Linked DNA regions of Mus musculus: all the other regions are linked to region 1. The links are chromatin contacts, called in public HiChIP or PLAC-seq and promoter capture Hi-C maps. All regions are on one chromosome and are shown on one strand. Each heading gives the region's core, a stretch centred on a gene start, on an enhancer-like site or on the middle of the called end of the contact. The rest is flanking DNA. Distances are from core to core; before and after follow the strand shown. Region 1 holds the start of Rimbp3 (RIMS binding protein 3). Region 2 holds the start of Rtn4r (reticulon 4 receptor). Region 3 holds the start of Klhl22 (kelch-like 22). Region 4 holds the start of Dgcr6 (DiGeorge syndrome critical region gene 6). Region 5 holds the start of Med15 (mediator complex subunit 15).

The links. Promoter capture Hi-C pulls out the DNA fragments that hold promoters and counts their contacts. HiChIP or PLAC-seq counts read pairs in DNA pulled down with a chosen protein or histone mark.
Region 2: a promoter capture Hi-C map of liver shows a contact between it and region 1, with 4 times the contacts expected there. The contact joins the promoter of Rtn4r here to the promoter of Rimbp3 in region 1. A contact is called at or near these places in 2 of 39 promoter capture datasets (cranial neural crest and liver).
Region 3: a contact with region 1 is called in an HNF4G HiChIP or PLAC-seq map of pancreatic cancer cells. The contact joins the promoter of Klhl22 here to the promoter of Rimbp3 in region 1. A contact is called at or near these places in 1 of 115 datasets of contacts at active chromatin or transcription factors (pancreatic cancer cells) and 1 of 9 other capture datasets (adipose tissue).
Region 4: an H3K27ac HiChIP or PLAC-seq map of microglia shows a contact between it and region 1, with 6 times the contacts expected there. The contact joins the promoter of Dgcr6 here to the promoter of Rimbp3 in region 1. A contact is called at or near these places in 1 of 39 promoter capture datasets (liver) and 2 of 115 datasets of contacts at active chromatin or transcription factors (microglia and pancreatic cancer cells).
Region 5: a contact with region 1 is called in a promoter capture Hi-C map of pre-B cells, with 2.3 times the contacts expected there. The contact joins the promoter of Med15 here to the promoter of Rimbp3 in region 1. A contact is called at or near these places in 4 of 39 promoter capture datasets (the 3T3-L1 cell line, liver, pre-B cells and 1 more), 1 of 484 Hi-C or Micro-C datasets (CD4 T cells), 1 of 115 datasets of contacts at active chromatin or transcription factors (memory CD8 T cells) and 1 of 9 other capture datasets (adipose tissue).

What each region holds. Positions count from the first base shown.
Region 1 is chr16:17,204,518-17,210,016 of GRCm38.p6, reverse strand. Rimbp3 (RIMS binding protein 3) reads right to left here and starts at 1,882. Exons shown (of 1, transcript NM_001033338.3): 1 at 1-1,882. The coding sequence starts at 1,303. Gm22129 (a small nuclear RNA gene) reads left to right here and starts at 4,119; the gene lies at 4,119-4,225.
Region 2 is chr16:18,125,923-18,131,390 of GRCm38.p6, reverse strand. Rtn4r (reticulon 4 receptor) reads right to left here and starts at 3,749. Exons shown (of 2, transcript NM_022982.3): 1 at 3,489-3,749. The coding sequence starts at 3,510. It overlaps Gm52241, which reads left to right and starts at 1,321. Exons shown (of 2, transcript XM_030249377.1): 1 at 1,321-2,750; 2 at 3,184-3,777. The coding sequence starts at 2,727. The coding sequence ends at 3,777.
Region 3 is chr16:17,757,170-17,762,017 of GRCm38.p6, reverse strand. It overlaps Klhl22 (kelch-like 22), which reads right to left and starts at 2,397. Exons shown (of 7, transcript NM_001359068.1): 1 at 2,324-2,397.
Region 4 is chr16:18,065,023-18,070,066 of GRCm38.p6, reverse strand. Dgcr6 (DiGeorge syndrome critical region gene 6) reads right to left here and starts at 3,664. Exons shown (of 5, transcript NM_001289814.1): 1 at 3,468-3,664; 2 at 3,211-3,371; 3 at 543-643. The coding sequence starts at 3,577.
Region 5 is chr16:17,720,661-17,725,532 of GRCm38.p6, reverse strand. Med15 (mediator complex subunit 15) reads left to right here and starts at 2,586. Exons shown (of 18, transcript NM_033609.3): 1 at 2,586-2,777. The coding sequence starts at 2,710.

The DNA of each region.
Region 1 (5,499 bases), core at 633-3,132:
CTGGCACTGGAGCACTCATGGCCCTCAGATTGGTCTCCTGAAGCTTGCGGGCCCTGTCTTCAAGGCGCTGAGCGAGATCGGTCAGCTCTGCGTGCTTCACCTTGAGCCATTTCACTTTCTCTCCTGCCTCCTCGGAGAAGCCTTTACGCCGCAGATGCAAGTTTTCTTCGCGCAGGTCACAACAGCGGCGAACCAGCACCTGCAATGCCTCGGCCAGCTCCGAGTTCTGCCTCACCAGTTCCTGGTAGTCCAGACCCGGAGGCGAGGAGGTCGAGGCTTCGCAGGGCTTGTTCTCGGAGCTTTCTTTCTGCAGGTCATTAGGTTTCCTATGTATTGATGGTAGCTGAGGCGGCGGCTGGGGACTGGAGGTGTCTGGAATAGACGCGCTGGTCGCAGGGGCCCTTACCTCGGATTCAGAAGCCTGGGAGCAATTCAGTGTGTTGTCCAGTGAGCAGGAATGTGCTGTTGCCAAAGATTCGAGGGAGCCGGCGCGCGTGGGCAGCAGGTCGTTTGGAGAATGAACCCGGACGCCAGTGTTCAGGCTTTCGAGGGATCCGAGTCGACGAGCAGGCTTTGGGGTGCCACCAGTGTTACTCTGGGCTTCTAGGGGCGGCTCTTCCAAGGAATGCGTGGCTTGGGGGTCCGCGGGTCCCGGTAAAGCCGGCTGCCAGCGGAAGTGCTCTAGGATGTATTTAAGGAATAGCTGGCGCTCCACGTCTAGCGCCGCCTGCAGGTGGCGGATGCGCGCGGCTTGTTCGCCGTCGGTCTCCCAGCGCAGCAGCGCCAGCACTTCCTGCAGGCGACAGCGGCATTGTGCCGCGGAGGCTTCGGATGCCCCTGAGCGGCTGCAGTAACCACGGTTCACTAGCTCCTGGGCCAGCTGACGCTGAAGCTCCCTTGCCTGGCGCAATACAACATCGCGCTCCTGGTGTAGCAACTGCTGCAGCTGCCGCATCTCTGCCTCCTTCCAGCGCAGCAGCTGCCGGATCTCGGCCTCACGCTCGCGCTGCACCTCCTCCTGCAGCTGCCGCAGCTCCCGGAGGCGTCGTGCCTCCCACTTGGAGCGCAGATGGTCAGCCAGCTGCTGCCGCTCCTGCTCAGCCGACTCCCGCAGCTGGCGCGTCTGGGTAGCGAAACGCCTCCGTTCCGACCGGCCGCGCGCGCGCTCGCCCTCCAGCTCTGCCCGTAGTTTTTCTAGCTCTCGTCTCTGCTCCTCCAGCACTGCGGCCGCTGGGCCGGGGCTGCTTGGCTTCTTGGGCGACGCGCGGCCACCACCCAAGGGGGTGGGTGAGTCCTTTGTCATTGTGGCCGCAGCCCGGCAAGAAGCCAGAGAGATAGTTTGGTATTGGTAGGCCAGTTAGCCAACGGCCTCCGCCCCCGGCCGCTGCCAACCGCCCCACGCGCCCCTTCCGGCGCCCCTAGGTGCCCTCCGCGCGCCTCTTCCGCCTTGGGGGCGATCTCCCTTATAACCTGTCGCCTCCCCACAGATTGAGTGCCTTTCGCTTCTTCCTAAACTCCTGAGACCCCTTTCAAACTAGCCTCTGAACTTCCCCGGATACCCCGGGCATATTTCGGAGCCCACACATATCTGCTTTAGGGCTTTTGTGACCTGTTCCACTTTCGCCCTGGCAGTGTGCAATCCTTTCCAGAATTAGATCCCCAGTAGGGTTCCTAGATGATCGCTGATCCTGGGCCTGAGTAAAAATGGATTCTGGTCAGATCTCACCTGGCTCTACTAGGGTTTCTGGTCGAGTTTTGAAATTAGGTAAACTTCTTACAAGATCTGCTTAAATTTGTGGTTGAGCTCTGAGCCCTAAGTGGCTATAACTCCTCTGTTCCTACGCAGGACCCAACATGCTAAGCCTTTTCTTTGTTCTTTTTCTTTTCTTTTTTCTTTTTGGTTTTGTTTTTTTGTTTTTTGTTTTTTTGTGTTTTTTTTTTGTTTTTGTTTTTGTTTTTGTTTTTTTTGAGACAGCGTTCCTCTGTGTAGCCCTAGCTGTCCTGGAACTCACTCTGTAGACCAGGCTGGCCTCAAACTCAGATATCCGCCTGACTCTGCCTCCCAAATGCTGGGATTAAAGGCCATCACTGCCCGGTGCCTTTTCTTATATCAACTGAAACTTTGTGTTGTTTGTTTGTTTGTTTGTTTGAGACGTGTGTGTGTGTGTGTGTGTGTGTGTGTGTGTGTGTGTGTGTAGAGCTGGCTGTTCTGGAATTCACTCTATAGAGCAGGCTGTCTCTGCTTCCCCAGTGCTTGGATTGCAGGAGTTGACCAACATGTCTTGCATCTGAGCCTTTTTGAATCAGCAGGTGGCAGTGACTGAGGATTGATTGCACCCACCTCAAACATGCTGGGCAAATTTTATACCACTGAGATTCATATCCTGTCTCTGTTTCTGTCTGTCTCTGTCTCTCTCTCTGTGAAGTAGTAGTAGTACTAGTAGTAGTAGAGACTGAGCCCAAGGTCTCATTTAGTAAGTAATAGGCAAGCACTTTACTATTCATTATATCTTCAGTCTTCAGCCCCTTTAAAAATGTAAGATGTTGGGGCTGGAGAGATGGCTCAGTGGTTAAGAGTACCAAATGCTCTTCCGAAGGTCCTGAGTTCAAATCCCAGCAACCATATGGTGGCTTACAACCATCTGTAACAAGATCTGATGCCCTCTTCTGGAGTGTCTGAAGACAGCTACAGTGTACTTACATGTAATAAATAAATAAATCTTTAAAAAAAAAAGTAAGATGTTAAGATGAGCAGTGGTGGTATATCCTTTTAATCCCACCATTCAGGAGGAGGAACCAAAGCCATGTTTTCTGCAAGATCAGCAAGCACCCATAACCCTTGAGCCATCTTTCCAGCTCCCCAAAACATTAAAAAAAAAATATATATATATATATAGTCTCACTCTGTAGCTCTGGATGGCTTAGAACTGATGTCTACTGGGCTATCCTAGAAGTCACAGAGACCTTGCCTGGAATAAAGGTATGCAGCACCATGCATGAATGTCTGTTTGAAGTTTCTGGTGGTGGTGGTAGTAGTGGCGATGGTGGAATTTTTTGTTTTGTGTTTGTCTTTGTTTTGGAGACAGGGTCTGGTCTTTCTATGTCCTGGCTGACTTGGAAGTTGCTATGTAGACCAGGCTGGGCTCAAACTCACAAAGATCAACTTGCCTCTGCCTCCCAAGTGGGATTAGAGGTATGTGCATGGCACTATACCCATCTCCTTTTTAAATTCATATTTGAGTTAGGATGTTGCTAATTTGTCCAGGCTGACCTTGCACTAGTGGTCTTCCTGCATCAGGCTACCAGACAGCTGGGATCACAGGTGTGCACCCTACACCTGACTCAAACCTACTCTTGTCCTCTTACCTACTGCTCACTTTTTCCTGTCTTTTGGTATTGATTTGGTAGTTTTCTACTCCAAGGAGCCTTTCTGGACTCTCCAGGCTGGGCTTAGAGTTCCCAAGATGCTCTAGCCCACAGGGTTGCCTTGATGACTCTACATACAGCTGCTTTACCTTTGAGGAATGGGTATGACTAGTAAACCTTTGTGTCTCTGCCCAGAGCAAACTCAAAGCAGGTAAAAATGGAATGTCTTTCCCATGCAGGTTGGACCAGGCAGATAGAAAGAACATAGAGGGTACTGTACTTGGTCTCCAGGCCTACCCAGTTCCAACACTCAGCAAACACCTGTCAGCAAGCTTTAGGGTGTACACCGGGCATGGGGGTATTGGGAAGAGGCCTGAAGGTGGGCAAGGAATGAAGCTTCAGCCAGCTTGTTGGTAAGGTCCAGACCTCAAACGAGGGACAATAGACTCTCCTCTTTCCCTCAAGGAAAAACAAGACCAACAATGATAATAACACCTAATGCTGGGTGGTGGCCCATGCCTTTAATCCCAGCACTTGGGAGGCAGAGGCAGGTGGATTTCTGTGAGTTTGAGGCCAGCCTGGAGTTCCAGCACAGCTAGGGCTACACAGAGAAAATCTGTCTCAGAAAAAAAAAAATCACATATATAGCTATTGTCTGGCTACTTTAGTGTAGATCAGGAACTTTCCTCCTATCCGGTTCCTCCCTGTTCTTCCAGGCTCTGGCATTAACTGGCTTACAAAAAACCACAGTGGTGCTCGCTTCGGCAGCACATATACTAAAATTGGAAGGATACAGAGAAGATTAGCATGGCCCCTGCGCAAGGATGACACGCAAATTCGTGAAGCGTTCCATATTTTTTATGTGTAATACTCAAGTTCACAAGTTCACAGATCCATTGTGTGGTTTAACAGACTATTCTTGAGGAAAAAAAAAAAAAAAGACAGATCTTGGATAAAACCAGAAAAAAAAAAAAAAAAACAACCCACAGTGATAACTAACCTTCCATAGCCATACATTCTGTCAGAAAGATCCTTTGTGGTGCCTTCTGAGTACCCAGGGTGACTTACTTCCTCTTCTTCTTCCTCCTCCTCCTCCTCCTCCTCCTCCTCTTCCTCCTCCTTCTTCTTCAAGACAGGTTTTCTCTGTGTAACAACCCTGGCTGTTCTGGAACTGGATCTGTAGACCAGGCTGGCTTCAAACTCACAGAGATATGCCTGTCTTTGGCTCCTGAATGGTATAACTAAAGGTGTTCATCACCATGCCTGACAACACCTGGGCCTTCTAACCACTGTGTGCACTCAGCTCCTGGCAAATTACTGCTATAGTTATTTATCTAACAAGATTCCCCTAACCCTATAGAAAATACCTTTGGGGGCTGGAGAGATCACTCAGTGGTTAAGAGCACTGGCTGCTCTTCTAGAGGTCCTGATTTCAATTCCCAGCAACCACAAGGTGGCTCACAATCGTCTACAAGGGGATCTAATGCCCTCTTCTGGCCAGAGGATGTATATGCAGCAGAGCACTCATATAATTAAATATTTTTTTGGCGGGGGGGGGGGCGGGGGGGTTCGAGACAGGGGTTCATAAATTTTTTTTAAAAGAAAATACCACCCGGCAGTGGTGGTGCACGCCTTTAATCCCAGCACTTGGGAGGCAGAGGCAGGTGGATTTCTGAGTTTGAGGCCAGCCTGGTCTACAGAGTGAGTTCCAGGACAGAGAAACCCTGTCTCGAAAAATTAAAAAAAAAACAAAACAAAAAGGGGGGGTGGGTATGGGGGACTTTTGGGATAGCATTGAAAATGTAAACGAGGAAAATACCTAATAAAAAATAAATTAAAAACAAAACAACAACAACAAAAAAACAAACCTTTGGGAAACAAGAACATGAGAATTATGGTTCACAATTCATTTTCAGAACTGAAGCAGAGCCGGGCGTGGTGGCGCACGCCTTTAATCCCAGCTTGTCTACAAAGTGAGTTCCAGGACAGCCAGAGCTATACAGAGAAACCCTGTCTCGAAAAAACCAAAAACCAAAAACAAAACCAAAAACCAGAACTGAAGCAGATGAGGGTAGCAAGTGAGAAGCCAGTTATACTTAGCCTTTAGTTTATCCTGGGTTACAAGAAGCCTGT
Region 2 (5,468 bases), core at 2,500-4,999, 920 kb before region 1:
ACAAAAACAGCCACCCCGGCTCTTAGGGATGTGAGGGTCCAGGGTCTGGGTGGCTGCTGAGAGTCAGGCAGCCCTGCCTGGGGTTGGAAGTCAAAACTCACAGAATGGGGGGCAGGACAGCATCAACTTCACTAACCAGGCACAACCCAGTGCCAGGAGCATTGTAACTCTATGACAGCGTTAGGTTCTTCTCACATACTCCTTCCATTGCATGTGTGTGTGCACGTGTACACACACACACTCACACTCACATACACACACAGAGAGAAAGTGGGAGGGAGGGAGGGAGTGAGTGAGAGAGAGAGAGAGAGAGAGAGAGAGACTGAGAGACCCCTTTCTTGAATGCACAGCTTGAGATTTCTGGGAGACTTTCTGGGCCCCAGGCCCAGGATTGCAGAAGGGCTCTCTCTGCCTCCACTTCCAGATGGACCCTTTCTCTCCAAAGGAAGGCATGGTGCCAGTAGCTTGGCAAGTAAAGGGTGCTAAAGCCAGGCCTGGTTGGCAAGCAAGAGGGAGGCATGATACTAAAGACCCTGCCCTTCACAGACAACTTACCACTTGCAACAAACAGCAGCAACAAACCTGGGCTTCTTCACAGCCAAGGAGTCAGCCCTTAGCCCTCCAAGGTAACAGGCTATTGAGCACTTCCCCCTTTGAGGGGTTCTCTTTCTCTTGATTGCTGCCCTAATAAAAGATGTCTCCCACTAGTGACTCTTACTCTGTAACCACAGGTCAGTCTTGCCTTAAGGAAACAGGAGCAGAGGGGCTAACAGGGCCCTGTTGGTCCAGGGCAGAGCCACAGACTCAGCTCTCGTCCCTCTCCAGGTTCACCACCTCTTTAAGTTCCCCAATATATCCTCCAAGAGGAAGGAGGAAGGGGGGAGCAGGGAGGAGGAAGGAGGGGCCTCTATTGGCAGGAGTCCCAGGAAAACCCCTACAGAAGAGGAGTTGAGAAAGCACATGTGAGGGATTTTAAAGCAGAAATGCTGGGGGCCAAACCTTGGAAGCAAAGTTCCGTGGCTTAGACGGGTAATTCCAACGCTGGGGAGGCTGAGCAGGATTCCAAGTTTAAGGCCAGCCTAGGCTATGTGGTTACACCTGCCCGAAAACAAAACAATCAAAACCACTTGGGAGCCAGGCATGGCTAATCCCAGACCTCAGGCAGGTCTCTGAGATCAAGGACATCTGTGCCAGGGCCTCAGTGAGACCCTGTCTCAATCCAGGAAATGCCCCATGCCCAGGAGTACCTGACCAACACAAAATGGATCTTTTTGTTCCGTTCATTTTTTTTTTCTTTTAGTTTGTCTGTTTTGATTTTTTGGGTTTTTTTTTGTTTTGTTTTTTTTTTTTTTTTTTTTTTGGTTTTGCTATTTTTCTTGGCTTTTGTCTTATTTTGTTTGAGAGAGAACATGGAGTTGGTTGTTAGGGAGGAGGATCCGGGAGGAGTTGAGGAGGGGAAAGAATATGATCAGAACATATTGTATGAAAAATTAAAACAAACAGAGCCACCTCCTTGGGAAAATTGGACTGACCCCAGTGGGCATCAGCTTAGAAATGCCGCCAACAACCCAGACTGCTGGCCTAACCACAGATGAGGAAAGCTGAGACGGGGAGACTCTAAGAAAACACAGCCTCAGGCTCTGTGGGCTCCCCTTTGCCAGGTGGGATCTGGTGCAGACCACACCTGGCTGCTGAGGTCTTGCCTTAGACGTGCATCTTCCTCCCCTGACTGCAGTAGGACAAGAGACAATGCAGCGTCAGAGATGGGAAGACAGGCCTGGGGCTTAGTGAAGGGAGTGGCCAGGTGTGACCCCATACAACACCTGAGCTAGGTGAGCAGCACAGAGCTGCTAACCAGAAGGTCACCCCCGGGGAATAGCTAATGTGCTAAAGGCAGGGCCTCTCGGGGGACCATGCTGGGTTGGATGCCCTAGTTGGTGGAACTGCAGAGGCAGCCAAGTGTGTCCAGGGTCAGACCCTTTATCACAGTGGTGACCTCAAGCTGGGAAATAGATTTTCCCTGCCCAGGTAGATTCCAGCCCACCATAGACCACCATTGCCCCAACTCTGGCTGGTGGGAGAGCAGCTGGTAGACTCTGCATCTCACAGCCTGGGCTGGAGACACTGAACAAAACCCCTAAATACATTCTGAAGGCTTTTGATCCAGATTTGGGTATAGGCATAGCCCACCTATGTACACAAGGGCACCCACACTCTGAGACAAACGGAAACATGAAGATATGTTTAAAGGCACCCATGGTCATGCACACAATCATGTATGTGCAGATATATACCACATTACACACACGTACTTGCACACACAGACTCAAGCACTGTGAAGGAGACTCCAGGACTTGTCCCTCTGTCTGGGTCCAGCTGCCCGGAGCATCCCTAATCAAAATCCAAGTGTGTCTCCATGGGAGTGGGTCTTGTTAAGGGGCCCCACCATGTGCTAAGCATGAAGATCGCAGCAGGCAGGCTGCATAAATGCATGTATGGTCATAGGTGTGTAGGCAGGAGTGAGGACAGAGCTATGCACCCGAGTACAGGGATGTGCTTATAGCATTTATGTGCATGTGCACACTAGGGCAGATTTGGTATGCATGTGCACTGGAGGTGTGCAAGGCTGTATGTAGCCCATGTAGACACGTGCAAAGAAACGTGTGTGCAGCCTGCGGCACCATGGACATCAGCAGGGTAGATAGGGTGGGCACCTGGGGAAGGCAATGTGTTCACCCCAGATTCTCCAGGTAAGGCATGTCCAACCTGCATGAAGCCCATCCTCCCTTGCCCCTACTGTGGGGGCTTTGCAACCGGATGGGAGGAGGGAATCCCACAGGGCTGCCAAGGAGGGGGTGTTTCGAGCACCAACGCCCCTCAATGGAGCCGCTCACTCTCAGGAGCTCTCCCGATCTCCGAGGAGGAGACATTGCCTTGCGTGTGTGTGTGTGTGTGTGTGTGTGTGTGTGTGTGTTCTCCTCTCTACCTGCTCCAGAGATAGCTCTGGGATCGCCCTGTCCCCCACGCCCTCTGCTGCTGCTGACACCCGTATTCATCCCTACTCCGTTTGACCCCAAAGAAACAGCTTCTGAGCAGGGTTCGCTGGGCAGACCCCATCTCGGTCCGGTGCCCACGTTTCTGCAAACCCGCTCATTAACCCATTCGCCGCCTTTGCGCTCTCAGGTGGGACCCCGCCCTTCCAGCCCTCAGTCTCCACCCGGCCCTGGTCCAACATCTGGAACCTCGTACCCTCCATCCCTGGCCCCGCCGTCGCTGTCAACTTTCCCGCAAAGCCGCAACTTTTGCGGCTGCCGCGGGCTCCGCCCTCCCAGGGCCCAGTTGCTAGCGGCCAGCGCGCGGCGTGGCACTGCGGTGGCCCTCGGGAGCGACCGGCGACCCGGCTCCATCTCTGGCAGCGTGAGCCATGCCCTGCGTCCCCCCCGCCCCGCCCCGCTGCAGCCTGTCTCCGGAGCGGCGCTGACACTCACCTCCGGAGGACGCCCTCTTCATCTTCGGGGTCGAGCGGGGCGCGTCGGGCACTGGAAGCGGCTTCGGGGCGGGCGCCCGTCTGCGCGCGGCCGGGTCCGCATCCAGGCGCCGCTGCTCCGGCCCGGTCCCGGCCCGGCCGCGGGACGAGGCTCCGGCGCTCCGCTCTACCGGGCCGGGCTGGGCTCGCGGGCTGCGGGCGCACAGGGTGAGGGCGGCGGCGCGGACTGGCGGGGCGCTCGCAGCGCGGGCCAGGAGAGGATGAATGTTTTATGGGATCATGTGGTTTGACGCGCGGAATCCGCCCGGTCTCCCCGCCGGTCCGGGCGGGGCGGGGCCGGGGCGGGGCCTGGCGCCGGGCGGGGCGCTCACCTGGGCGCGCCGCGCTGGGGCGGACCGGTGGGTACGGGGTGTAGGGCAAGCGGGCGGGCGACGGGAGGGGAGGCGAGGGTGTCCGGAGCGCGGTGCAAGTGGCAGGACGCGCTCAGCCACCCGGTGCACGGGCCACGCGCGGTCCCAGACAAAGGCGGCGCATTCCTGAAGAGGCGGCGGCCCCTGCAGGCGGCCGCGGGCACCGCGTCCCGGAACCGGCCGTGGGCGCGGGCTCGAGGGCGTGGCGGCACAGGCTGAGTCCCGAAGGGAGTCCTGGGCATCGGACAGATGCAGCAGGCCTTTGCATGGCCCGCCTCCGCTTGCCCCTTAAAGCCCTTTGCTCGAAACTGTCCTAGGCGACTGGGTAAGAAAACTGAGAGGCAAGGTGTAATAGCGCAGTAGTGCTCTCTCCAGCTTTGTAGTTCCCTGTCCCAGGAAGGACACTCAGGCTTTGTCTGCACCTGCCTCTGCACAAGCTCCTATCATTTCCCCTTTGCAATGGAGATTACAAAGTCCGAAGAATCCTCTGGACCCACCCTCCACCAAGCCAGATCAATATAAGGCCAATGTTCCTAATGGCAACCCCCCCCCCCAACATGTCCCATCTCCCATTCCTGCTTGGGTGCTCTATCTGGAGTTCTTAGGTGCATTCTGGGGTGGGGTGGTGGTAGAGGTGCTTCGGCTGGCTGCCAGGTCGTTGTCTGTATCTGTCCTGCACATTATCTAGCCAGAGAGCTGGATAGGGCCCATGGTCCGCCTGTCTCAGTAGAGAAAGAGAACACCCAGTATGGCATAAGCTTCAGGGGTGGAGAGCGCTGAAGAGCCTGCAATGGAATGGCTTTCTGGCCATATATGGAAGCTACACTGCTCGGTCCTGCCCTGGCTGTGTCCCCAACCACACCTCTGTGTGCTTTGTCCCAGTTGTCCTTGTTCATTTGACTTGGATTTTTCAGGTCACTGAAATGTGTGAGATGAGGTTAAGGCAGGGCAGGCACTCACGGCCACTTCTTCATTGGATACTGGTCACCAAGTGCCACCAGATTGACCCCTATGTGACTCAGTAAGTTCTCATTTCCACTCCCCACCACATGGGAGGCTGGCCACCCAGTGACAGATGAATAACCCAAAGCCAACTTCAAAGAGCCAGCAGAAGGCCATGGCCTATAGCCTAGACCAACACCTTTCTCCCAGTGTCCTCGAATCCAGCAGTGCCCACACCAGTGGCTGGTGTGGCTCCAACCACCTCATGTCGTGGGACATGGCTGAAAATCTGAAGACCAGGCTAGAGTCCTGGGCTACCATCTTTGCTCAGTGGCTTAGAGAGGGCACTTCCCCCATCGACTATTTTTAACGATGGCCAGGCTGCCCGTTAGAGAGGTAATGACTATGACCCCTTCTCCCATTGCTGGGGCATAGTTTAGGTGTGGGAAGGAAAGGAGAGCCATTGCTACCATGGAGGTTCCTGGTGCCACAATTCTCTCCAGCTCAAAGATACTGGATACTCTGGAAAGAGAGCTCCTGGATACCCTGGTGTTTTCCCGCGGCTTACATGAACTGGGTATTTCTGGAAGGCAGGCTGGGGCTGAAAGAGACTTAGACTGCGAGAAAAG
Region 3 (4,848 bases), core at 1,148-3,647, 550 kb before region 1:
GACCTCTTTCTTCCCTTCCTTCAGTGCACCCTGTCCCCGGGGCACGTATTCTCAATGGCGTCTCCAGCCAGAATCCCTTCTAACTAGTCTGTTTGTGTCAGTTACACACTACATTTCTACCTGAAACCTCCTAGTCTCAGCGATCTCTTTTTCTTCTTAAGGCTATGTTTTATAAGATCCTTTGTTCTTGATTCTCCTCCTATATCTTGCAGTCATCCCCTTATTTTTTCCAGTGGCCACTGTTTGGAGTCCCAGCATAGGACTGTTGTTCCAAAGGATTTCCCTAACTCTCGTCTTGCTTCAACATCAACATCCCCAGTTTCCTCTGAACAGGGGACCAAAAATACTCCTGTGATCATACTATAGTTACTTACCAAGTGCTATCTCACTGCTTCATACTTGGGGCTCCCTGTGACTTAGCTCAAAACCTCACTTCCTTCTCCTGCCTGCCCCACTGCCAGTTCTTAGACCCATAGGGACACCTGAAGTCCTCTGAACAGAACTGTGTTCTTTTCTCATAGTCCTATTCTGGCCGTGACTCTAGTTGATCACATCTACCTAGCACCTTCATACAATCTCAAAAAAACATGCTCTGATAGTGAACCTGTCTTCTCTACCCTTGACAGTTTGTCTCACAAGCAACTCAGGGTTAGTTTCTATGGCAATATCTGCTAACCAAACTCTGGCTGCTATCTCCAAACCTCAGAGTCCTGGAAGGCTTCCCCATCTGTGGGTGATTAATTGTCCTAACAGACACTGACCCTCCCCCACCATGCACATGTGGAGGTGGTCCTCACAGTTGTCAGCTGAGCAGCCTGTCTGCCCTCTTGGAAGGGGATGGATATCATCTGCTCTCTAAACGGCCACCACAAAAACAAGTACAGTAAAACAGATGGCTACTCCTTTGGACAGGCAGAGCACAAGAAAAGCTCAAGAAAAGAAATTCAGTACAATCAAGAATGCAACAACATCCAGAATCTCTGGTATAGCCAGACAGGATGGTAACAGATCTGTAACTCCACCACTCCGGAGTGCTGATACAAAAAGATCACAAAGTTGCCTATAAGGAAGAGGTGGGGTTAGAGTGCTCAGTGCACTTAATGCAAAACTATTCCTGCCCGGAACTGGAGCTCCCAGCGCTGACATCGGGTGGAGGCGCCCTCTGCTGGTCTCTAGAGCACCTTCACCCAGGTGCACATACAGACCACTTGTTTCTAACAGCCTTCGCTGTCACGGAACTCTTTGGTGATCAGCCTGGCCTCAAACTCACAGAACTCTACCTCCAGAGTGCTGGGATTAAAGGCAGGGACCACCACACCTGGCTTCACTCTTTTTTTTTAAACGACAAAACATTAAGGAGACTACGGTGACTGCAGATCTAAGATATTCCTCTACACATTCCTTTAGCTTCTGCTTATAACTTCATGCCCCTCTCACACATATAAACTAGGTTCCCTACCATTGTTTGCTACTACAAACAGCTGTGCACTGAAACAAATTTTAGAGGAATCTTCAAGGAATCATTTACTGGAAAGGCATCCTCAACCTTCTGTGGGGGCTCCCATTCCGTATCTGTCCTCAACGCATCTGAACCACAACGTAAGGTGTGCAACAAAAGGAAAAACAGCAGCTTGGGAAGAGCAGAAGAGGGAGCGGGTCCTTATTACCACGGGGGTGGGAGGGAGCATCCAAGAGGTGTTGACGTGCTCTATGGCTTCTTTCCCAGAGCACGGACGAGGAGCATCTCGGAGATCAGGCCTTACCCTAGGAAGCAGCCGCGGGCAGAAGGTGGCCCCGTTGCGCCCGGACAGGTCCGTTCGTTCGGCCTGTACAGGATCTAAACTAGTACAATCCGGGGATTTTGCACTGACAGCGCTTGCTCTCCGGCTTCTCTCAACAACCGCAGCCGCGGCTGATGAGCTTGAGGTCACGCCGGGAGAGGCAGCCAGGCCCGCCCGCTGCCTGTTGCAATCCCTGCTCGAATAGCTTCGAGGGACGGGGACAGGCCAGAGGCCACACTCGGACCCACGGCTGGCGACAGAACCTGACCAACCGGGCTGCGAGGGCCACGGTCCGCTTCAGCCACGCGCAGGCCTCGGCGGGCCCGCGCCACAGCGCCAGGCCCGCGCCGGACGCCCGGGGGTCGCCCGGCCAAGCCCCCGCCACGTCAGGCAGTCGCCCGTGCCCGCCCCAGGCGCCCGCGGTACTTGGCCCAGATCTCCGCGCCCTCCGCCATCCCCGCTCCCTCTCCCATCCCCGCGTGCAGCACAAGCTCGGCGAAGAAGGCCTGCCGGGCCCGCACGGTACATGCCTCGCAGCTGACCTGGTGCTGCCGCAAGCTGAGGCCGCTCTCGCAGCAGGCGGGAGGCGGGAGGCTGGAGGTGGGGGCGGAGCCTCTCCGTCACGTGGGATGCCGCGCAGGCGCAAGGGGACTCTAGGGGGGGTCGCTGTTGGGCGGGGCGGGAAGAGGCTGAAGGGTCAGACCCCGGCTGCTCTTCCGAAGGATCCGCTGTCCGGAAGCTCCACCCTCGAGGTGCCTATTGAAGGTGCAAACCTAGGCCCTCCTTCTTTCCCTTTCTCCTGGCCTCATTCTAACCCTCACTCATTCTCTCACTCATAGCTTCTTCACTGGCTTGTCTCTTCACACCCTTTCACTCACCATCTCCCTCATCGACTCCTTCCTTCCCTCACTTTCCCGTTTCCTCCCCCAGTCATTTCTTCGTTTCTCCTGCATTACTTCCTTCCCTCTTCATCGTGCGTCTATTACTTCACTCATCGTCTCACTTGTCCCCTCCTTCTTGCTTCTTCCTTGCTTCCTCTCTAGGTCGCTCCCACCCTCTCTATCTCTTTCTGTTTTCCTTTCCCTCACAGCCCTATTTATTGTCTGAGGTCTTCCTTCTGCCTCTTATTTCCTCCTTGTCGCTCCCTGGTTTCTTCTGTCATTGTACTTTAGACTTTGGAAGGCTCCTCGTCCGGTGCTTGCTGTGGAGAGTGAAAACAAGCAAAGGCTTTATGTACGGACAAGTGTTGATTTTCCTCTTTTCTGAGACTCCAGAGTAAATCTGGTTCCCAGTCCCAAAACTCACCTGCCCCTAGCTGTCCTGGGGACACCCACTTTTCTCTGCTTCACCTCGAGGAGGACCACACTCTGAGGGGCGCATACCTATAGCAGAATCCAAGAGTGGAGCTGTAGGGCCTTCTTACAGATAGATGGGGGGAAATTGTAGTTTCAATATGGTGGAGAATGTAAGAGAAAAGATGTCGCCAAGGAAGCCTCCTCATGAAAAGGGGGAGAAAAAAAGGAAGAAGAAAATGAATAAAAGAAAGGCTGTTTTAGGGGAACCCTAATTGCTGCCCGGAGGCCTAGCTATAGATCCAGATGAAAAGACCCAGCCTCTAGAAAAGGAGGCACCCAATGCACGTGAACTTCTACCTGTCAGGGCTCCCTGGACCAAATGACTCCACCTGTGTTGCTGGAGACTTTTAGACCATGATAAAAGTATTCTAGCAAGAGATACCATCAGCAAATATATGAGATCCAACAAAAAGTAGAAGACAACACTCCCTTGTCACTTCTGACTATCGGAAAACACAACTGAAACAGGTCACCCACTAGAAAGTTCTAGAGATACAGAATAGCAGAATAGGAAGAAATCTCAAAGTCTATGCCCCAAACCTAGTTTATATAGTATGAAGCTCTTCCCATTCTAAAGACCTAAGCCCACTTTGGTCTCTGGATTTGAAAGGAAGATTCGTTTTCTCCTTGTATAACAGTTTTCCCCAAGATTGGAGCATTCTATTCTTCAGAAAAACTCCTTAAGCAGGAAGGTTAAAAAATTCAAAATAGTTTCAGGAAGTCCTTGAAACTGACCAAATACACTTGGTCCCTCCCTGTCAGAGAAATAATAAAAGCTGAGACAGGTGAAACTGAGCTGCACAAAAGACTCTCAGAGGAGAAAAGCTGCACAGTAGACTCAGACCAGACCAGCTGCCTTGACAAACCAGAAAGCAGCTGGGCTGCCTGGAAGAGGTTTAGGCCATCTGAGATACCTGGAAAGGACTCTCCAAACTCCTCCCCTGCCTGCAGGCTGTGCAGTGTGCTCCAGGCTCCCAGCCTGCTGTGCAGCTGTCTTTGAGTCATTTCTGCTCCTTAAGTAACCTATCACCTATATCCCTGTAAGAAACCTCAATAACCTTGTTGGTTCACCAAGGAGGGCTTCGCTCTGTTGTGGGTTCCTTACCTGGGATGAGTAGGTGTGTGTTCTGTCTCCCCAGGAAGAGTTTTGTCAAACCCTTCAAGATCACATGCACCTAGGAGGAAGGCCAAGAGGAGTAACTAGAAACCCAGCTGAGGGACCTATGGGCCTCCCCTTTTCTAACGAGGGAGTATCATTACCATTACTGCAGACCTAGACAGTACTGTATTGTTCTGCTCAGTTGGTTATTGTGGCTAACAGGCACTCTCTACCCCAAGGTGGCTCTGGGAATGTCATGGAGAAGAAAGCCATACTACAATTGTTATCTTGTTAGTCTTACTGGAGAGCAATACCAGCAAGATCCACCTACTGTCACAAGCACCAGAGTGAAATGACACAAGACCAAGGGAGGCAAAAAGAGAGTTCCCGGTCCATCACCAAAATGTCACACTAGGAAGGACGGTGCCAAGCAGAAGATGTCATAGGAAAGGTGTCACAGAGAAATCAGGACTCTTTTTCCTTTGTGGATTCTTATTCTCACTGATAATTTATTTTCTTTTGGTTTTTGTGTGTTGCGGATTTTTGCCTTTATTTTTGAGGTGGTCTCTCTATGTAGCCTTGGCTTGCCTGGAACTCACTATGTAGACCAGAG
Region 4 (5,044 bases), core at 2,415-4,914, 860 kb before region 1:
TTCCTGCTAGGGCTTCCGCCCAGGGATGCCTTAAACACAAGCTCCCACCTGCTACCTCCTCCTGGCTGCCCTGCCCACCACAGCGATTCTGGTGACACGGTATCCTTGCTTGTGGTTCAGCAGAGGGGTCCCCAACAGTCCCAGCTGGAAATGCCTTTGAGATCTGTCATTCATCCCTTGGAGCCACTGCCCTCATCCCCAGCATCAAGGCTTGTTGATTTCCTGAGGGTCTACATCTGCCCCTGAGCTCCCTGGCCTCTTCCTGACTGGTCTTTGTCATCTCAACATTGTGCTTCATCACCTGAGATGGAAAGGGCAGGGTCCCAACTCAGTGACTGCTCTATAAGCACAGAGATGCTTGTTTGCCAGGACAGGGGAGTGACAGATGGGCTGTGACTCTCCTCAGTCACCATGGGAAAAAGTCATGAGTTCACCAACCCTTCAGCACCCATTAGCTCTGCCTTGGACCACCCTCAGCCCCGCCACTGAGCCAGCTAGTACCCATGAGGAGTCAGGCCTAGCCATCTAGTCCCAACTCCTACCTCCAGCTCACGCTGCTGAGCTGCCTGGAGCACTGGCAAGTTGTGGGGCCGGCAGGACTGCTGGGCTTCCAGGTGCTTCTGCCTTAGAGTCTGTCTGAGCACTGTGAGGAAGGGAGAGAGGTCCATCAGCAAAAGCAGGTGTTGGGAAGACAGGGGCAGCTGGGTGAGAGGTCTAGTTCAAGGAAGCACTTCCCAGAAAGCTGTGGGGAGTTTTAGTCCCTCAAGGACTGCTCTCAACCAGCACCCTCCTTTACCTCCACGGTGCTGACAGGGCTGTGTAGGTTAGGCAGGTATAGCAAAGATCAGAGCTCAGTACAACCAGGGCAGGAACAGGGGGCAGACAGGTGCCTGAGGCAGGTGGCCTTTGGTCTCAGGTGGCCCAGTTCTAGCTTTCTTGGACATCCTCCAAAGGATATCACACAGGGACTCTGGGTGAGTACTTAAGCATTCAAGAGCTCAAAGCCCATACAAGGAGGAAGGGGGCTCTGTCTGCCAGTGGTGCAGTGTGTTGAATCAAGCTTGGTGCTACCCTATGGGTAAGCAGAGCAGCCCCTGCTTGGCAGCCAGGAGGTGAAGCCACATACTGTGAGCCTACAGGGTTCTGTGCTGGGAAGTCCTTACCCTCTGCTAGCAAGCAAAGTACCCAGTCCCTGGTAAACTGCCACACACGTAGACATGCCCTAACGGGCAGAGAGAGAAGGGAGCACAGGGTGCTAAGTACTCACTATCACAAAACGGAGCGCACCACACCCAAAAACACGAGTGTGGCTGGCCGGCTCTGAGAAAGCCAACACCTTTATTCCTAGAGGAGATTCATGGGACAGCTCTATTCAGAAGGGTCCCTGGGGTTCCCTTAAATCTGACAGCCTCGGCAGTGCTTACAGCCTCCCCTAGGTCTTGGCATTTTATGTACCCCAGTGATACCATTTATCATTGCTGTTTGAAACTGACTTAGTCTATCATAAGTTCATCAACACAAGGGCAAAGAAGAGATGGCCTGCTTGTCTGGTTGCAGTGAATATGAAGTAGTCAGAAGGCTTGGGGCAGCAGGTACATGTGTGAGACATCATCTCCTTCAGTCCACTTATCCAATACTGCAGAACATCCCAGGTCAGTTCCCAGAGTCCACACTGGCTCCCTGCTCACTAGGGACCTGGCCATGGTAATGTCCAAGGACAGCAAGGTGGCCCATGCCAGCCACCACCTTCTGTATCTGGCTGAAGGCAGCAGAGGCACTCACTGCCAGGTGTATCAGCCTAGTTCAAGCCTTCTGAAAGACAACTAGCAAAGGCTTGAAGCAGGTACCAAGAACATCCCACCCAAAAGGGCTCTATAGGATGATGAGCAGCTCCACAGTGAAATCAGGGGAAGAAGAAGTCAGTGGTGTCTTTCCTTCCTGGTGATGGAAGCAAGTGCTGGAAGAATGGTGGAAGCAACAGAAGGAACAAAGCCTCCTCCTGCTTACTGGAAAGGATGAGCAAGGTAGGGCCTGGCCCAGACTTGGAATTTCACCACTGGAGAGGCTGAGACAGGACAGCCAGCTCTAGACAACACAGAGGAACAGTCTCGGAAAACCAAAATGGAAAAGAATGAACTTAGTCGTGTACTTTAGGCTTGTGAACTAGATATACCACATACCTCCATCAAAACATTAAAAAGAATAAAGAAAAGCACAGCCGGGCTGGTGAGATGGCTCAGTGGGTAAGAGCACCCGACTGCTCTTCCAAAGGTCCGGAGTTCAAGTCCCAGCAACCACATGGTGGCTCACAACCATCCGTAACAAGATCTGACGCCCTCTTCTGGTGTGTCTGAAGACAGCTACAGTGTACTTACATATAATAAATAAATAAATCTAAAAAAAAAAATTATTAAAAAAAAAAAAAAAAAAAAGAAAAAGCACAGCCACTCAAACATTTGGTGAAGAACTAAAGCTCTCGGAGAACAAGAGACTTCTCAACACATTCTGAGGCATTACCTTCATCCCCACACAAATATTACAAGATGCATTCCTAGAATACAATTCCTTTCTGGGATTTAGAAATCAATGTCTCACGAGAGTAACAGCAAAACCATCTGATCATCTCCACAGGAACTGCAAAAGATTTCAACAAAATCCAACACCTATCTCTAATGGGAAAATCCTGTCTGGCAGCACACAGGCATTGCCAGAAAGGCAGAGTATGTTTGCATGTAAATGTAGCCCAATATAGAAAACCTGCTTAGCAGGTGAGAAGCCCTGGGTTCAGTCCTCAGTTTCAAAATCCAAAGCAATAACAAAGCCCAAAGATCTATAACGTAGCATGGGGACATCGTCACACTATTCTTTCCTAAAATGTTTGAACCGAGTCAAGCTTGAACAAATAAAATGGAAAGGAGATCTGATGGTACAACGGAAGATGCCTAGTATAATTTATAGGAGGAGGTGATCAAGCCTGATACTCAATGGGAAGGTGCTGGAATAATGGATTATCTCTGTGGTAGCACACAGCTATCAACAGACCTACAAGCAGCGAGGTCCATCAAGCCTAGGAGGATGTGGGTACTCTAGGGAACGCGAGTAAGAAGTTTCTGGACAGCAGACTAAAAGGATCAGCATGGCTCTGCACCCCCTGACCCGAGGCTCCCGCGGCTAGGGACGCCCTAGGGAAGGTCCCGTCGCCCCCTGCACCTCGGTGTTCGTTCTGCAGCCGCAGTCTCTGGTTGTAGAGGCTCTTCTCAGTGAGGTGCTGAATCTCCAGAAGACCCTGCACGATTTCAAACACCGTTCCGTCGAGCAGCGCCAGGGCCAAGTCGCTGAGCGTGGTGTAGGACAGGCGCTGCTGAAAGGAGCTGCGGGTAGATCGCCGGGTGAGCGCGGCCGCGGCCCTGGCCCCGGCTCCGGCCCCGGCCCCGGCCCCGGTCCTCCCGCCGCCCGTCGCCGCGCACCTGGGCAGCTCCTTGACCAGGCTCTGTAGTGCTGACAGCAGCTGGTAGTGCCGCTCCTGCTGCCGGGCCCGATCCGCCGCCTCATCCCCGGCGGCCGCATAGCGGTCCATCGCGCGGTTTACCGCGCGGTCCCCCGCCGCCCCTCTACTCGGTCTCCTAGGGTGCCCCGGCGCGCCCCGCCCCCTCACGTCATTCTCCAGCGCGAACGACGCATGCGCCCCGCCCCTCCGGTCGGTCTCCGGCCGTTCACCGTGGTGCGTCAGGCACAATAAGACGCGCTCCACCCACCAGGGAGACTGCTTGTAAGCGCTTTGTCCTAGGGAGAAGAAATAGGGGCTCGCTGAGCTCCCAAGTGGTGCTGACCTTGGAGGTGCGCGCCCAGGGCTCTGCATTCTGGTGTTTTAAAGAAGCAACTCTGGCCTGCTGGGTGTTTTAAAGAAGCCAGTCTGGCCTGCGCCTAGTGTGCGCAGACTGAGGCCACTGGAAGCTGGACACTCCCAGCGGGTTGTGATCCACCCTGGGGGACCTCAGGAAAACAGTACGGAGGAGAGCCAGCTTCTCTTTAGGGTTCTTATTCTCATTAATAAAAGACTTTAGGACAATTTTATTAGCGTTAAAGGATACCCCACCCCCACAAGGAAACCTCAGCGACTGCCTGGAAGTGGAGAGTAGATGAGAAAAGAGTCTTGTGAAGTTGAATTCATGCTGGCTCAACAGTCCTTTACCTACTGAGCCAGCCCCAGCCCCTGACAGTGTCCACATTCATAATTTAGTTTGCAGCATGAATAAGAGAAATGACACCTTCCTACAGCGTTTTTTTAAATAAAAATTACATTCCCTGATGTGCCATCTTTTTCCCTTTTATTACTATTTTAAAAATATAACTCTGTTGAATCATCCTGGTTACTTTCTTTTTGTTTTCCCTTTTGCCACGATAAGCTCTGAAGTAGTGAATTCAGATCTGGGTAACATAAATTACAGTGAAGAAACCTTGTGAAGTTTGAATGCAAATGACCCCATAGCCTCAGATATTTGGAAACTTGGTCCCCAGTTGGTGGAATTACTAAGGAAGGATTAGGAGGTGTGGCTTTATTGGAGAAAGAGTGTCACTGAGGGCTGGTTTTGAGATTTTAAAACATACACCATCCATACATTCTCTGTCTGTCTGTCTGTCTCTGTATGTCTGTCTCTGTATGTCTCTCTACCTCTGTCTCTGTGTCTCTCTTTGTCTCTCTCTCTCTCTGTGTCTCTGTCTGTCTCTTTCTGACTCTCTGTCTCTCTGTGTGAGTGTGTCTGTCTGTCTGTCTGTCTGTCTGTCTGTCTCTTTCTCTTGTCTCATCACTACCAGCACCACCTCATGCTTTTGAATTAAGATATAAGCTATCAGCTACTTCCCCAGGGCCATACCTGCCTACCTGGCTGGTGCCATGCTCTCTACCATGGTGGTCCTGGAGTCACCTTCTGAAGCTGTAAGACCCCCAACAAACCCTTCTGTAAGTTGCCTTGTTCATGGTGTCCTCGCAGCAATAGAAAAGCCTCTGAAACACCTGTGCATGGAGAAATAATTTGCATGAATA
Region 5 (4,872 bases), core at 1,337-3,836, 510 kb before region 1:
CTGGTCATGAGCTTACCCATGTTGACGTGGTTGGGTTGATTTTGTCATGGACCGGCAGCTGCCTTTTCTGTTTATAATGCACTATTGAAATCTTTATGGGTGCAAGACATCTTCCACTCTCTGTGTGAAGCTTCCACGCTGTGTGAAGGTCTCTGACTACATGGCTTGGGGAATCTAAGATTTGGATAAAGGGGGCTGGAGAGATGGCACAGCAGTTAAGAACACCTACTTTTCTTCCAAAAGTCCTGAGTTCAAATCTCAGCAACTGCATGGTGGCTCACAACCATCCATAGTGAGATCTGAGATGCCCTCTTCTGGTATGTCTGAAGACAGCTATAGTGTACTTATTTATAATAATAAATAAATCTTTGGGCCGGAGTGAGCAGGGCCCACCGGAGCAAACAGAGGTTCTAAATTCAATTCCCAGCAACCACATGAAGGCTCACATCCATCTGTACAGATACAGTGTACTCATATACATAATAAATAAATAAATAAATAAATAAATAATCTTTAAAGGAAAGAAAGAAAGGAAGGCAGGAAGAAAGGAAGGAAGAAAAAAAGGAAGGAAGAAAAAGAAAGGAAGGAAGAAAGGCATGTACCACCATGCCTGGCTTTCCTATTCTTAAAAAAAAAAAAAAAAAGATTTAGATAAAGAACCTGAATTAGCTTTCTCCAGCTGTACTGCCAAATTTTGCCTCTCAAGGACTGGGATTAAAGTGGTGTACCACCATGCCTGCATCACCATGCCTGTATCACCATCACCGTGCCTGCACCACCAAGCACCACCATGCACCATCATGCATCACCACGCCTTCATCACCATGCACCACTATGTACTACCATGCCTGCACCACCATGCACTACCATGTCTTCATCACCATACACCACCATGCCTGAACCACCATGCTTGCACCACCATGCACCACCATGCCTCCACTACCATGCACTACCATGCACCACCATGTCTTCAGCACCATACCTGCACCACCATGCATCACCACGCACCACCATGCTTGGTGGTTTTGAATTTTCTTTTTAAGTTTTGTCATACTCAGTTTTTTTTTTTTTTTTTTTTTTTTTTTTTTTTTTTTTTCTTTTTTCCGGAGCTGAGGACCGAACCCAGGGCCTTGGGCTTGCTAGGCAAGCACTTTACCACTGAGCTAAATCCCCAACCCCCATACTCAGTTTTTTAAAGACTTACTTATTTTATGTATATGAGTATATTGTAACTGTCTTCAGACACACCAGAAGAGAGCAATAGATCAATGCTCTTAATGGCTGAGCCATCTCTCCAGCCCCCACACTCAGGGGTTTTTTTTTTTTTTTAGATTTATTTATTTATTTATTTCATGTATATACTGTAGCTGTCTTCAGATATTCTGGCACACCAAAACAGTACATTGGATGTGAGCCACCATGTGGTTGCTGGGAATTGAACACAGGACCTCTGGAAGAACAGTCAGTGCTCTTAACCTCTGAGCCATCTCTCCAGCCCTGACACTCAGTTTTTAATTCATTTGTGTTTAAGACTTTTCCAAAGGCCAAAAGTTTTTTTTTTTAAAGGGTGCTTTCTTCTATAATAATAAACACATGTATTTTATTTATTTCTTTATTTGTCTATTTATTTATTTATTTTGGGGTTCATTTTGGGTGTTGTTTGTTTTTGTTTGTTTGAGACAATGTGTCTCTACATAGGCCCTGGTTGTCCTGGAACTCAGTATGTAAACCAGGCTGCCTTGAATTCAACAGAGATCTGCCTGCCTCTGCCTCCCAAGTGCTGGGACAAACAAAGTTCTAAAATGAGGCCTTACATATTGTTGGAAAAAATGAAGACTTACAAAATTGGTTAGTTACCTTGTAATCTCTACTCTAAACTTAAATCATATAAACATTGAAAGGTGAACTCGAGACACATAAGCCCAGCAACAATTATCCACTTAGACCAAAATGTCCTGTATTAAGGGATGCACCACTAAGAAGCAAGGAATATGAACCACAGAGAAAACATTAACAGAAATAATGCTTTTGCTTTCCTTTTAAATATGGAGCTTAATGATTCAATGAGCAGAGATCCTAAACCTAACATTGCTTGTTGGTGAAATACTAGCTTTATTTTGATGACTGTAGAATGTACATATACTTATGTACACTTAACATATGTTAGAAATTAAAATCTCAATATTTAAATACCAAATTTATTTAAAATACCAAAAATATGTTATACATTAGCAATTATCCCAACACTGGCAACAAAATATACATAGACTCTGTATGTGTGTCTGTGTGTGGTGTGTGTGTGTCTATGTGTCCGCATGTGTGTCTCTCTCTGTCTCTGTATCTGTCTCTGTGTCTGTCTTTCTGTCTCTTTTTTCTGTCTTTCTCTCTGTTTCTGCCTCTGTCTGTGTTTCCGCCTCTGTATCTCTGTCTCTCCCTCTGTGTCTCCCTCTCCCCCTCTCCCCCTCTCCCCCTCTCCCCTTCTCCCTCTTCCCCTCTCCCCCTCTCCCCTTCCTCTCTTCCTCTCTCTTTCTGTGGCGCGCATGCGTATACAAAAGCAAGACTTCATTTCCCACAATTCTTCCTGTACTTCCGGCGTGGCCCAGTAGCGGGATCGCTCGGCTTCCGGGTTCGGGCCTGTCGCTGTGGTAGAGGCGGCGGCGCCGGGGGTGGCCGGTAGGGACTCGGGCTACAAGAGTAGGGGCTCCGGGCATGGACGTTTCGGGGCAGGAGACCGACTGGCGTAGCGCCGCCTTTCGGCAGAAGCTGGTCAGCCAAATGTGAGTGTGGCCTGGGGCAAGGACCGGTGGTCGGACCTTCCGGGCGGGGAGGGTGAGGCCGGGCTAGACCCGCTCTTGACCCTGGTCAGAAGCTGCGGTGTCCGCTGGGTGCCGGGGACGTACAAGGGTCCTCCTGGAGTCTCTCTGGCCTTTCTCGGCAGACAGGGACTGCTGGCTAGTTTTTCTGGGGAGGAACTCTGCAAACCCAGCTAGTGCCCTGGCTAGTGAGTCATCGTCCTGAGCCGCCTCGTCATTTGTGTGCAGATTTTCCTTTGCTTCGATTCGCACCGAATATAGAAAGAGAATGAGGCAGCCAGAGATTTTACACGGGTGCCGCGTGGCTTCTTTTATAAAATAAATAAATAAAACGAAAACCACATCAATGAGTTGGAGGAGGCTGGAAGGAAGGTAAATTGGAAGATTGATGTGTTTGGGTTGTAGGCAGTGGAATAGAAGAGTGCTCCGGTTTCTTCCACAAGGTGTGTCAACTTGGCCAAAGGGTAGCAGGAAATAGCTGTGGGAACTTCGGGAGTGAAGGGCAGGGATGCCCTCTGCCCACGGAGCACTGCAGAGTGCTTGTTGCACTTAGCCATTTTACTGAGTTTCCTAAAGTGTTCAGAAAATTGCCTGTGGCACAGCTTTTCCCCTGAGGGTTGGTACTGTCTGTCTGTAAAGAAACAGTACAGTCGTGCCAATGCTCAGTCATTTTTGTGGGTGCTAAAGTGTCAGTTGAGTAGACTGGAGCAGCCTCGAGTAGGTGACAGATTGAGCTCTAGAGAGAAAAGTAGGAGGGTGACAGGCCACCATTCCCAGCAGATGATTGTGAAAGCATCAGGATGGACGGCTGTAGGTGGAGAGTTCTGGGTCTTTGAAGCAAAGTAGTCAAGGATACATCATGAGGATGAGCAGATGCTGGCATGGTTAGTGTTGGGTGTTTTGGGCAAACAACTTGTACCCGTGGTTTTTTGTTTGTTTGTTTGTTTGTTTTTTAGTTTTTCGAGACAGGGTTTCTCTGTGTAGTCCTGGCTGTCCTGGAACTCAGAAATCTGCCTACTTCTACCTCCCAAGCGCTGGGATCACTGCCCGGCCCTTCCTCCAGTGTTTTACACGTGGTCTGCCTTGAGGTGGTGCAGCATTAGTGTTGGGAAGGCCCCTGAGTCCCTGGAGATGAATTAGGGACCCAAGAGAGGCCAAATAGGCAATTTGGGGAGTTTTTTTCCTTTGGAAGGGTTGGTGGGGGTTCTGTCTTTTTTTCATTTAGATCATATGGTCTCATGAGTTGATTGTAGAAGACTTGGTTGGCAGAGATCATAAAGACCAGTATTAAGTGCTGAACTTGAAAGAGGAAGACAGATTCCAGAGAAAGAGGAATGAATATGTGGACAATTGGTGACTAACTGGATGGAGGGGGTGGGGTGGGGTGGGGTGGAGTGAAGCAATGGACTAAATCGGGGAAGCATCAGTACAGTGGAGGGAGTGGGTACTGTGTCAGTGGCTTGGTACCGCCGCACAATAACCCTTGCACGGTTTTGCAGACAGTTCAGCAAACAAGTGTTTTGTTTCTTAATTGTTTTAGATTTAATTTATTTATATGAGTGTTTTGCTTGCCTGTATATAAGTGAACCATGTATATCTGATGATGTCAGAGGTCAGAAGAGCGTATAAGATTCCCTGGGATTGGAGCTACAGGGGGTTATGAACTGCCCTGTGAATTCTGGGAATCGAACCTGCTTCTTCTGTAAGAGCTCAGTGTGAGTGCTTCTAACCTCTGAGCCAAGTCTCCAGCCCACAAGTGCAGTATTGATGTACTTGAGTTATCTCTAAGTGAAGTCTTGAGAAATGGTCTGAGCTCCAGGGCAAGGATTCTTTGGGAAAGCCCAGTACAGTGGATCTGGAAGAGCAAGTTGTTATCACAGACAGTAGGGGAGAGCTGCAGAAGTATCTGAGGTCTGAGGGAAGACTGAAGTATACTGGATACACTGTAATGCCTTGTGAGTCCTGAGGTGCTTTCTACCTCTGTAAGATACTGCACTTGTATATTATTTTGTTTTGCTGTAATAACAATTACCATGCACTTAGCATCTTAAACAACACA